2 separate regions of the Hordeum vulgare genome follow, and region 1 is linked to region 2. The links are chromatin contacts, called in public Hi-C maps. All regions are on one chromosome and are shown on one strand. The core of a region is the stretch at or near the end of the contact, and the rest is flanking DNA. Distances in the headings are between cores, read along the strand shown. Region 1 holds the start of LOC123425875 (protein disulfide isomerase-like 5-4). Region 2 has its middle 290 kb from the start of LOC123429936.

Region 1 (5,449 bases), core at 1,633-4,132, 640 kb before region 2:
GTGTCGACTAGTCTATGAGTCGCAACTTCAGTGTTGACTAGTGTCGATTACTCACGCTTAGTCTATGAGTCTCAACCTGGGAATGACTCATCGACTTGTAAACCTTGAGCTTACATTTAAGGGAAATACCCATTCTGGTCCCTCAACTCTCTTCTGCAGGGAGAGTAATTTTTGTGTTCTTCCGTTTGGTGCTTTAGTGACGGGTGCAATGGAAGCAGCCGGGTTAGCAGCTTGGGGCCAGCTATGACGAGGTCTGGTTGGAGAGAGAGGGGGGGGGGGGGGAGGGGGAGAGATATGATGATTGTAGGAGGAAGCCAAAAAAGATAATATAATTTAGGTTTCTCTGATTTATGTCTAGGCAAGTGTTTGGTTCACATGTGAGACCTTCTATCGTCTTGGGAGCTTTTGTAACTGACCGGTGGCAAATCGGCATACTTAGCTGCTACATAGGCCACTGTTGCAAGAGGGTTAATTGCGATGATTTTCATAACCAGGAGTTTTAAAGTACACCGCGTGAAGATGATATTTTCCAACACATAAATAGTGTAAAATGATTCTCACATGTAACGTAATATGGTACTCAACAAAAATATTACGGAAAGCATAAGACCCGATTCTGTTTCCACGTTTTAGGTTATTCATACAAAATGGAAGATGCATTATATATGATGTCGCATTTTTTAAACTAGAAGAGAACATATAAAGTATCATAGGAAGAGATCGAATCTTACTGTTCCCAGCACATCACTGACATCAACTGATGCAAATTCACATGAAAGCGCAGGAAAGCTGCAAAATGCAGAAGCCACATAGTGAACAATCAAGAGAATAATAATGTTTGCTGCTTATCATTAACAAAGTCATCCCATCAAAAACAAAAAATATTAATCTGAACTCCAAACAAACGGCTAGGCTAGTGTATAGCTCTTACTGCGAATTATGGTGTGGAAACGAACAAACGAATATCTATCTAGTGCTTGAAATTTTTCCAAAAACATGGAGCACCAGTTCCAATAACAGACCTCAGATGCATAAGGAGACTAGGAGGAAAAAAGATAATAATGGATGCCATAAACCTATTATGCTAGGAACAAAACAAAAATGGTTGGATTTGGAAAACTAGCTGATGGCAAGATTATTAACCTAAGTACACATCAGATGCTTCTTGACAGAATTCAGAGAAGAGTAAAAACATCAAGAAACACACAATGACATGTCTTGTGCTGCATATATAAACTGCGCACTGGTAACAGCTAAATAACAATAGCAAGTCATTAGTTTTAGAAGAGTAGACATGCATTAGGTGGAAGACAATTTCCATGAAGTTTCGGCAAAACAAAGAGCAACAGATAGCAAAATTATTGATGAAACATAAAGACTCAGGTTTAAACTATGTATTCAATAATGCTCATGAAATGCTACCAAATTCACCTCAAGTTAAAATCTATCCTTAGGAACTCCCCATCTGAACTCCTGTCAACAATTACAGATGTGGTGGTATTGACTGCTAAGTAACTACTCAACTCCTGCAACAACAATTTAACAGCTTCAGATGAAAGTAACTTTATCATATATTGCAATACAAATTTAAAGATCAAGAATACGAGATCATGTAAACATTATTCAAAATTGCTAGCAAGTGCAGGAATTGCAATGCTTAGCCAATGAGGACCCAAGCAATACATTGGTTCCAGAGAAACTAGTAGACCATGTGATGTCATCACACTGCCAGTTTCAATTCACGCAAAACAATTGACAATTCAGTGAACAAATAGTCTCAAGTCCTCATGATCATAGTTGCTTCCATAATCTAGTCCATGTTGATGCTCTAATGATCAATTTGAAAAGTTCATTTTAAAGGGTTATTTCGGACTACATAACGTGAAATGGTGTAGCAATTAAGTACTACAGCAAACCAAATAGTAGCAGACCGATTATTCACATAAACTAAGGGCAATGCTCTTTTCCTTATGGTTGTGTTCTTAAGTGTAATCTGCAAAGCAAATCGAACATGACAACAGCCATGTTACTTATTTTTGTGCTACATAGACTGGAACCAACTAAGGTAGATAATGTAACCTGACAATGAGTACAGTATAGTTGATAACAGAACAGAAACTGAGTACTGACCATTCCAAACAAAAACACCATTGCTAGTGCTGCAAATATGGATAATCCAGCGCCAGATAGTGATGCCTCCGTCAAATCCCTAGGAATTTTCCTGCAGACAGCCAACACACACCAAAAAGAATATCTCAATACGTTACCACTTCAGTAGAAACTCAGAAACAGCACCTGGACAATGCCAGCAAAAAGGTCACACGCCCCCCACCGACCACCATTACACCATACTGTAAATTTTGCATCTTCGGTACTACGAAGTTCGTAAATAAATCATCTACGGTACAATTCTCCAGAAACAGACCGAGTTAATCACTCCGTTCTACGAAAAGACAAGTAAATCATTACTGCCGAGTATCCGCACTCGAACTAAAAACATCAATTCGTAGTCAATCCCCCAATACAGATAGTAATCCGACGGAACCAAACCCCGCATTCACCGAATCCCGCCGCTAATCTGGAGATCAGAAGGGAGGCGAATGGTACCTGTAGAAGTCGACGGACTTCAGCTTGCTCGAGGAGATCATGGCTGCCGATGATGACGGCGTGGCAGCGCGCCGGGGGGTCGGATCTGCCGGTGCGGAGAGATCTGGAGGGAGGGGGAGGAAAGAGGTGAGATTTATGTGGGGAGGTCTCTTCTTTTCGTCGTGTAGAAAGGTGTGCCCGCGGATCTCACCGCCTCCTACCTCCCGGAGTCCAGAGTACGGCTGCCTTTGCCTTCGATGTTAATTGCGTCCAGCCACGGATACGTAGTATCCATCTACCTATTGCTTTCCTTTTATGTATGCCGTGTCAACTTAGAAAATTAATTCGTGTCGAAAAAATCTTAGAAAATTAATATCGCCCTATCCTGATCTCAAAAAATAAATGCCCTGTATCCTGGAAAGTTAATTGGTCCTACTCCCTTCCCTTCGTTTCAGTTTATAAGTCCGACACGTGTATCTAGGTCGTTAATTTAACCAACTTAATAAGAGTCATATATTACAAAAAATATATCATTAGAAACTTTAGATGTTATATTTTATAAGGATATAATTTTTATGTTAAACAATATATTTTATATAAGTCAAATTGACGACCTAGGTACACGTGCGTGCCTTATAAACTGTGATGGAGGTAGTAGTATTTACAGCGCTGAGTAAATGTAATGCTAACCATAGTGTATATTGCATATATGTTCTCCTATAAAACCCAATAAAACAATTAAATTTAAAAGTACTCCTGGGCAATAATGTATGCATAAAAAATTAAGTTTATAATTTAAAAATTCAAATCAATACGGTAGTTGATGTTTAACCTAAGACATGTCTAAAAGTTGGCATTACTCCTATGAAGTATGCTCGAGTATACACCTGGCCAAATGGGCCGGCCCGACACGGCAAGGCATGGCCCGACTGTAAACGGGCCAGGCACGGTACGGCTTGTCCAAACATGAATATTAACCGGGTCGGCACACGTGCGCAGCTTCCACCCCCACGCATGACACGGAAGCTATACGGACCAGTCCCTCGGCATGCCAGGGCCGATTTTAGATTTTTTTTGGCCTGTTGGGCTATTATATATATATATATATATATATATATATATATATATATATATATATATATATATATATATAAGTAAATGGGTCATGTCGTGCCGGTCCACGTGTCCAGCCTTCAAGCCCACGCATGGCCTGAGACGGGTTGCATGCCCGGCACGGTCCATTTAGGTCATGTTGTGCCTGGCCATGGCGGGTCGTGTCGGCGTGCTCGCGGGTGGGCGTTTAGCCCGGCCCATTTGGCCAACTATACCTAAGGGCATCCACGCGTGCCTCATGCTGATTCCTGTCGGGCGACTTTACCCCTCTTCGATCGGGTTGGGTTGTTCCTTACCGTGCCAACGGCCTTGGGGTCCATGACCTGTTGGTTGGGGGCGCGTTCGGGGTCACCTTTTCTGTAGTGTTTTTTGTTACACATATGCGTGTTGTCTCCTGTGTTGGTTAGAGTTGTCATTGTCGTGGCTTATATTCGGTTATTAGTCTGCGTTGGATCTGTTTATGGCGGGTACCTCTTATTCGGTTGTTGTCTGATCTGCTACCCGCAAATTGAGAGGTAAAAACTCTATTAGGGCAAGGATTTGAAAAAAATAAATACCTATTGATTTATAAATTGGAAAATTCTGCACCAATACGCATACCCGCGTACTCGCATACCTTTGTACCAATTCATTCCTACTGGTAGGTATGTCATTCACTAAAAGGGAATAAGACCTAGCTGTTTTACCCTAGTCTAACTCAACTGCCAACCTCGGCCCCAAATCCCCTCCCCTTATCTCATCATGTGTTGCCATACCACACAAGCCTTGCCTCCCCCATCTCACTCTCACTTCAACCCTAGTTGGGAAGCACCACACGCTACCCCCGCGAGCAGTCGCCACTACCTACGTGAAGTGACGCAATGGGTCATTTCCCTCATCTCCTCGTCTCCTCCTTGCACCTATGTTTCCTCTTGTGACCAGGTCCTCTCCTCCGACAACTCTCTGCTTGTCGCCTCGTCTCCTCCACGCGATCACCACGAGATGGTCGTAGCACCTTCTCTGTCACGCCTCTACATGCCTCGAGTTGACAAGCACATGGAGAGCGACCAAGAGGATGTTGAGGAGGCGTCACTCTAGAACGGATCCCCTCCTCCGTGCAACTCTGATAGATAGGGAGGAATTTGAAGAAAAATGTCACAGATGGGAGTGGTTATCAGGCGTCGACGCCTTTGCCTTCGCCTTCGCCTACCCCCCCCCCCCCCCCGCCCCATGCCCTTACGCCTCCAGACACCTTCAAGGGGGGTAGATTCCCTGGTGCTTGTGGTGAATTGGGTGAGGTGGACGAGATGGGTATTTGTACCCACAAGTATTACCTGCACGGCTGCACCCAACCGGGTATGGTGATATGGGGTGGAACCCCTAGATGTTCATCTTTCACGAATTGAAGGGGGGGACCTCGAAGAACACAAAGAGCACAGGGAGGAACAGGGAGAAATCACAAGAGGAAACACTCAAGAACAAATCCATTCAAACATCCACTAGACTCACACCACACAAGATCCACAAAGGTACATGAACAACAAAGGAAAAGTAAGTTACATGGTAAAGTTCATCCCAAATACCATAGGGAGATGAGGTCTTGAATCCAGTAGGGATCTTCCCTAAAAAAGGGGCCTTGACATCCACTAGGGGATCTTCTCACATGGAGGTTGATACGTCTCCATCGTATCTACTTTTCCAAACTCTTTTGCCCTTGTTTTGGACTCTAATTTGCATGATTTGAATGGAACTAACCTGGACTGACGCTGTT
Region 2 (5,130 bases), core at 2,550-5,049:
CTAGGAAAAAAATACAAAAGTAAAAACAAAGTGGAGTTGTTAAAATAGAACATGAGAAGTGGTTACCTCCCTAACCTTAAGATCAAGTTAGGGTTAGATACTTTCACTATTGAGGCGCATATGACATTTCTCTTAATATACATATGTCTTGCTTCAATGTATTATTCTTGTTGTGGTCCGGCTACGCCCTGTGAAGAACCTGCTAAAAATAAACAAAAAAGTCAAAGCTTTCTTATTCTTTTGTTTTTTTATAGCACAAAGAATTATGTGACAAGTGTCAAGAAAAAATTACCTAAAAAATATCAGTTTCTCAACCTAAGTCTCGTGCTTAAGTGAAAACACGGTGTCTAAGAGGATGAACTCTTCTAAGTTAGGTAAAGTGTAGGTGAGACAAGATACGAAATGTAGGTGTGTAGCTCCTAAGTGCCTAAATTAAAAAAAGATCTCATTTGAGGCGGGGAAATTCACTACTACACAATATTTGAGAAAGGTTCAAGTCAGAAACATTACGAGGCACTTGTCGATGTGGTTCCTCGAATTGAAGAAACCAAGCGGCGTGTGTAGATCCTTTATACGGTTGGTACCATTAAAAAAAGACACACGTGTGATGACGTATTTGTCACGTCTCATCCATGTACATCCGTGATGATTTTATGAGAATCAAGATCATCATATATGTGATGTCGAGAATGTGTTTTATGACAATAGTCACTTCTTCATGAGAGAAGTGTCCACTTTCATAATAATAAACGACTTGTTCTAAAAGTGTTTTTGTCAAGGACAACAAACACGTGGCACACATGTTCACACAATACCGTGGGCCTCAACCCACCAAACGGCTCCCCCCTTCTTTTCCAATTGTAGTTGGTCAACCTTTTTTCTTTCATGTGTGATTTTCTCTTATAAACGGACCATAAGTATGCTTGTTTTTTCCTTTCAAATATCCTTTTTTGGCTTTCTATATTTTCTTGCTTTATTTCCTAAATTTTTTCTTCTTTTCATTTATTTTTTTCATATAATTTTTTACAAATTTGTATTTCCCTTTTGTTATTTTTTTATTTCTTTCAGTTATTCATGTTTTTCGTTAGGTTTTCTGGGTTTTTACTTTCAGATTTTCATTTTTTCTTTATTTTTCATTTATTTTCATTTTTTCCTTAAATTCTAGAACATTTTTAATCTTTCCAATTTAGTATGTCATGAGTATTTTTATAACTTAGCTTTTAATATTTTTATAATTTTTAAAATGTACAAATAGTTACCCAGTGTTTTGTTTTTCGAAATGGTATAATCAATATTTTTTGTGTTATTCATAGTTCTCTGAAACATTCTGCAAATAAACTTTTACAATCTGTAAACAATTTTTAAAAATGTGAAGATTTTTTGTTGAATGGTAAAACTCAAATGGTACAGCTTTTTATTTATAAACTGAAAAACATTTTATAAAATATCAAGATATTTTTATTAAAAATTATTAGTTTTGTATTAAAATATGTTTGTCCATGTATTTAAAAAGCGTTCATCATGTAAGACTCAAAAAATATTTTGCGTCCAAAAATGTCATCGCATATTTTGAATCATAATCGTGTATTTTTTAAAAGTATTCACACCCTTTAAAGAAATATGCTATGTTCAAAGAATGCATTCACAGATTTTTTTTAGTAACTAAGAAGTACTCATTAAAAAAAAGCATTGAAAAATAAGTGGAAATTTGGGCCCTTCTTCGCTGACCGCTTTGCTTCTATTGTTTTTAGACCATGCTAATTCAGTTTATATTTTCGCGAGCTCGTAATCAACTCCTACCCGCAGCATTTTGCGACAAATAGACTCGCAATGCATACTTAACTAGCCTTGTTGGTGGACTATTTCTTGGTTCTATAGCGAGCGGAAAACAAAAATCTAAAAACTGGGCGACCTCATGATTATTCATCAATTTTTTAAACCCTAAATAATATTTGCGGACACAAACATTTCAAATGATTTTTTTAAATAAATAAATAATGGGAACAATATACGAAATTGCTAACTATTGTTGAAAGGCGAGAACGTCTTTTGAAATTCCAATTTTGTTTTTTAAAAACACATGGTTTTGATATTACGAATAAAATTTGAAAACATGAACAATTTTGGGAATATGATACTTTTTTGTAAATACATCATTTTTAAAATGTTCAAAAATTATTTGAACTCCTGAATATTTCTGAAAAAAAAACTAAATAACCAATGATTATGAACTTATGAACTTTCTAGAAGATTGCCAAAACTAGCCAGGGACCCTACAGAGGGATCCTAGAACCGGTCATGTGCCACTCTCGCTGATGGTAAATAAGACTGATCAACATTGTTTGTCCGTCCCTCTTTGTGCTAAAAAAATCAATGACCTGACACATTGTACGCTGTATAGGATTTTTCCGCGTTAAGCACCCATTGCCCTCGCAACAGGCACGCGACGCAATGGTTGCTGCACAAATAAGTTTCGTCCCTCGCTTGCTCGTCTTATGAGCTAGCCGATTGCATCTTAAAGAAAGAATGTTAGGCGCTCGATACTCACAGCTACGGTCATGTTTGCAATCACTCAGATTATATAATCTAATTTTTATAATTTATTATGTCTCTAAACAATACATATTATGGTGTAGATAAAAACTAGATGGACAGATTATTAAAAACTCACAATCTATTTTACCCCAGCTAAAATTAAATTATGGATTGCTAATGACCCATTACCTTTATAAAGTTAGAGATAGATACATTTTTACCACCACCACCCTCCTCTTTTTTAAAAACACAGGATAGGCAGGTCATTATGCAATGTAAAACCTGGATTACATTTTATATAATCTGAACTTCAAACATGTTCATCTAAATTATTTTTATAAACCAGATTATATAATCTATCTTCATAATCCAGATTATCATAAACTATTGTGGTTTCAGGGCCTACATGGTTCTATCGCTCCCCAGTAAGTTAAATAGTCCTACGGCTAACGATTGAACCATTAACTTGCTAACAAGTGGAATCACCGACCGTTGACTTCCCGAAAAACATGGAACTAACAAAATCACGAATTTCAAAAGAGATCAGGGACTTTGATTTTTTTTTTTGTACAAATTTTCAAAAAAGTTGATTCCCAAGAAATGTGAAATCTCAAAAAGTTCACAAATATGAAATAATAAAAAGTTATTGAGAAGTTCATAAATTTGAAAAAATACATTCATAAATTTGAAAAGGGAGTTCATGAATTTGAAAAGACAAAATTACGGAATAGAAAAGTCCAAAATTTACAAAAATTATGAATTAAAAGAAAAAGAATGTCAGGAAGTGTACGTATGTAAAATGTATTTGTGATACTGAAAAAAAATTATGAAATTGAAAGCAAATCAATGTTTTTAAAATGTTTAGTTATTTGGGCAGAAAGTTAGCATATGGGAGAGAAGTTTGAAATTTTTAAAAACAAAGTTCATTATTTTGACATATGCTCATGATTTTGTAAACATTTCAAGGGTTTCGAAATAAGTTTGTGAATTCAGAAAAGTTCATGAATTTGAATAATGCTCATAAATTTTTAGAAGTTTACAATTATTAAGAAAATCCCATATTTTAAAATTACCATAAATTAAAAAATATAATAAAATGGAAAACACAACAAAAAGGAAAAAAAATGAGAACCAGAAATAAACCCGACCCAAGGAATCTATGTAACTAACCCAAAAATAAACCGTTGAAAAGGGAGAAGGGAACATATGGGCCAGCCCGCTTAAGTGGAAGATGAAAAAAGGTAGGCTCTGTATGCAGGCAATCCCTACTTGGCGCAAATGCGCCCGTTTGCAAACGGGCGCCTGCAGGACGCGCCTACTTGGGCTCGACCCATTTTGCTTTTTTTGCTTCTAAATAAAAAGAGAGAAAAAGAGAACCTGTGACCTCCCGGTCGAAGGTTCCTGGTGTAACCATCCTATCAATGAGCATGATTGTGCTAATATTTTAACCAATACATCATTTATTCATTCTTTTTCCCTTTTCTTTTGTTTCCCTTTTTTGCTTGCTTATTTTCATCTTTTTTTTACACTTGTTTGATGAAGTGTCCGCAAATATATTATTTCTTTTTCTAAGCGATAAACTTTTTTGAATTTGGTAAATTTTTCTTAAAACTACATGAATTTTTCTTGAATTTTTATAAACTTTTCTCATATTTATTGATTTTTCTTCAAACTAAATGATGTTTTAAAATTTTATGAACTTTTATTCCTGATCTTTGAATTTCTTTTTGATATTGATGAACTTTTATAAAAAATACATGAGATTTTTTCCGAATTTCTGTGAACTTTTTTAAATTGAAGGATCTTTTTTTATTTATAATAGTTTTTTCCAAATTGGATGATGTTTTTTTCATTTGTTAAAAATCAATGAATTTTTTCCATAGCGTTGAACTTTTTTCTAAAATGACGAACATATTTTTCAATTTTCAGTGAACTCTTTGTAATATTTGATGAACTTTTTTTTGAAAATTCGTGAACTTTTTTTAAAGTTTGTATTAATCTTTTTCCAAAATCTGTGAATATTTTTGAATTCACGAATTCTTTCAATGTTTTTCTTTTTTCAGATTTTTTTTACTTTTTATAATGGTCAACCTCACATTACATGGGCCATCCCATGAGGAGGGACGCTATTGGTGTCTCTTTCCCAAGTGACGCTGAAAGCGCGACATAGGAGCTCCCCTGTGTACGAAAAGAACTGTAGACGACGCCATTGAGACTAGATAAGATTCCATTTTGTTTCGTCGTATTTTCAACTGGTATTTATCACATTTATAGTTTTACTTGTTACTAGCAAACATGTCCCGTGCGTTACAATGAAAGAAAAAAAAGCACACCCTTATTGCAAATCCTTTGTAACCATCACACAACAAACAACATGATAAGTAGTGTTATGTAAAAACGTAATAATTGCATGATTTTTGAAGTGTACCCAATGTGTTTTTAAAAATCATTGTGGGCACAAGTTCAAAAAATATGAAGGTCAACATTAAGCCACTTATTTACATAAAGCTCATATCAATGGTTTAGTGTACATCATCGTATATTCGCTGGTTATTGTGCACGATGGGAAATATCATGACTATGTACCTATTGCAA

What was found. Hi-C and Micro-C count contacts between places; a contact is called where the count stands out from the background.
Region 1: a contact with region 2 is called in a Hi-C map of leaf, with 2.4 times the contacts expected there. The contact joins the promoter of LOC123425875 here to the enhancer-like site in region 2. A contact is called at or near these places in 2 of 6 Hi-C or Micro-C datasets (leaf and seedling).

Annotation. Positions count from the first base shown.
Region 1 is chr2H:208,687,145-208,692,593 of MorexV3_pseudomolecules_assembly, reverse strand. It overlaps LOC123425875 (protein disulfide isomerase-like 5-4), which reads right to left and starts at 2,882. Exons shown (of 16, transcript XM_045109623.1): 1 at 2,808-2,882; 2 at 2,608-2,710; 3 at 2,131-2,221; 4 at 1,432-1,526; 5 at 732-789. The coding sequence starts at 2,648.
Region 2 is chr2H:208,046,135-208,051,264 of MorexV3_pseudomolecules_assembly, reverse strand. No RefSeq gene overlaps it. Among protein-coding and RNA genes, the nearest start is that of LOC123429936, 290 kb to the left of the region's middle. Within about 2 kb of position 3,799, at least 2 of the 3 cell types and tissues checked have open chromatin away from gene starts, as enhancers often do. A contact at or near this core is called in leaf, where this site is marked.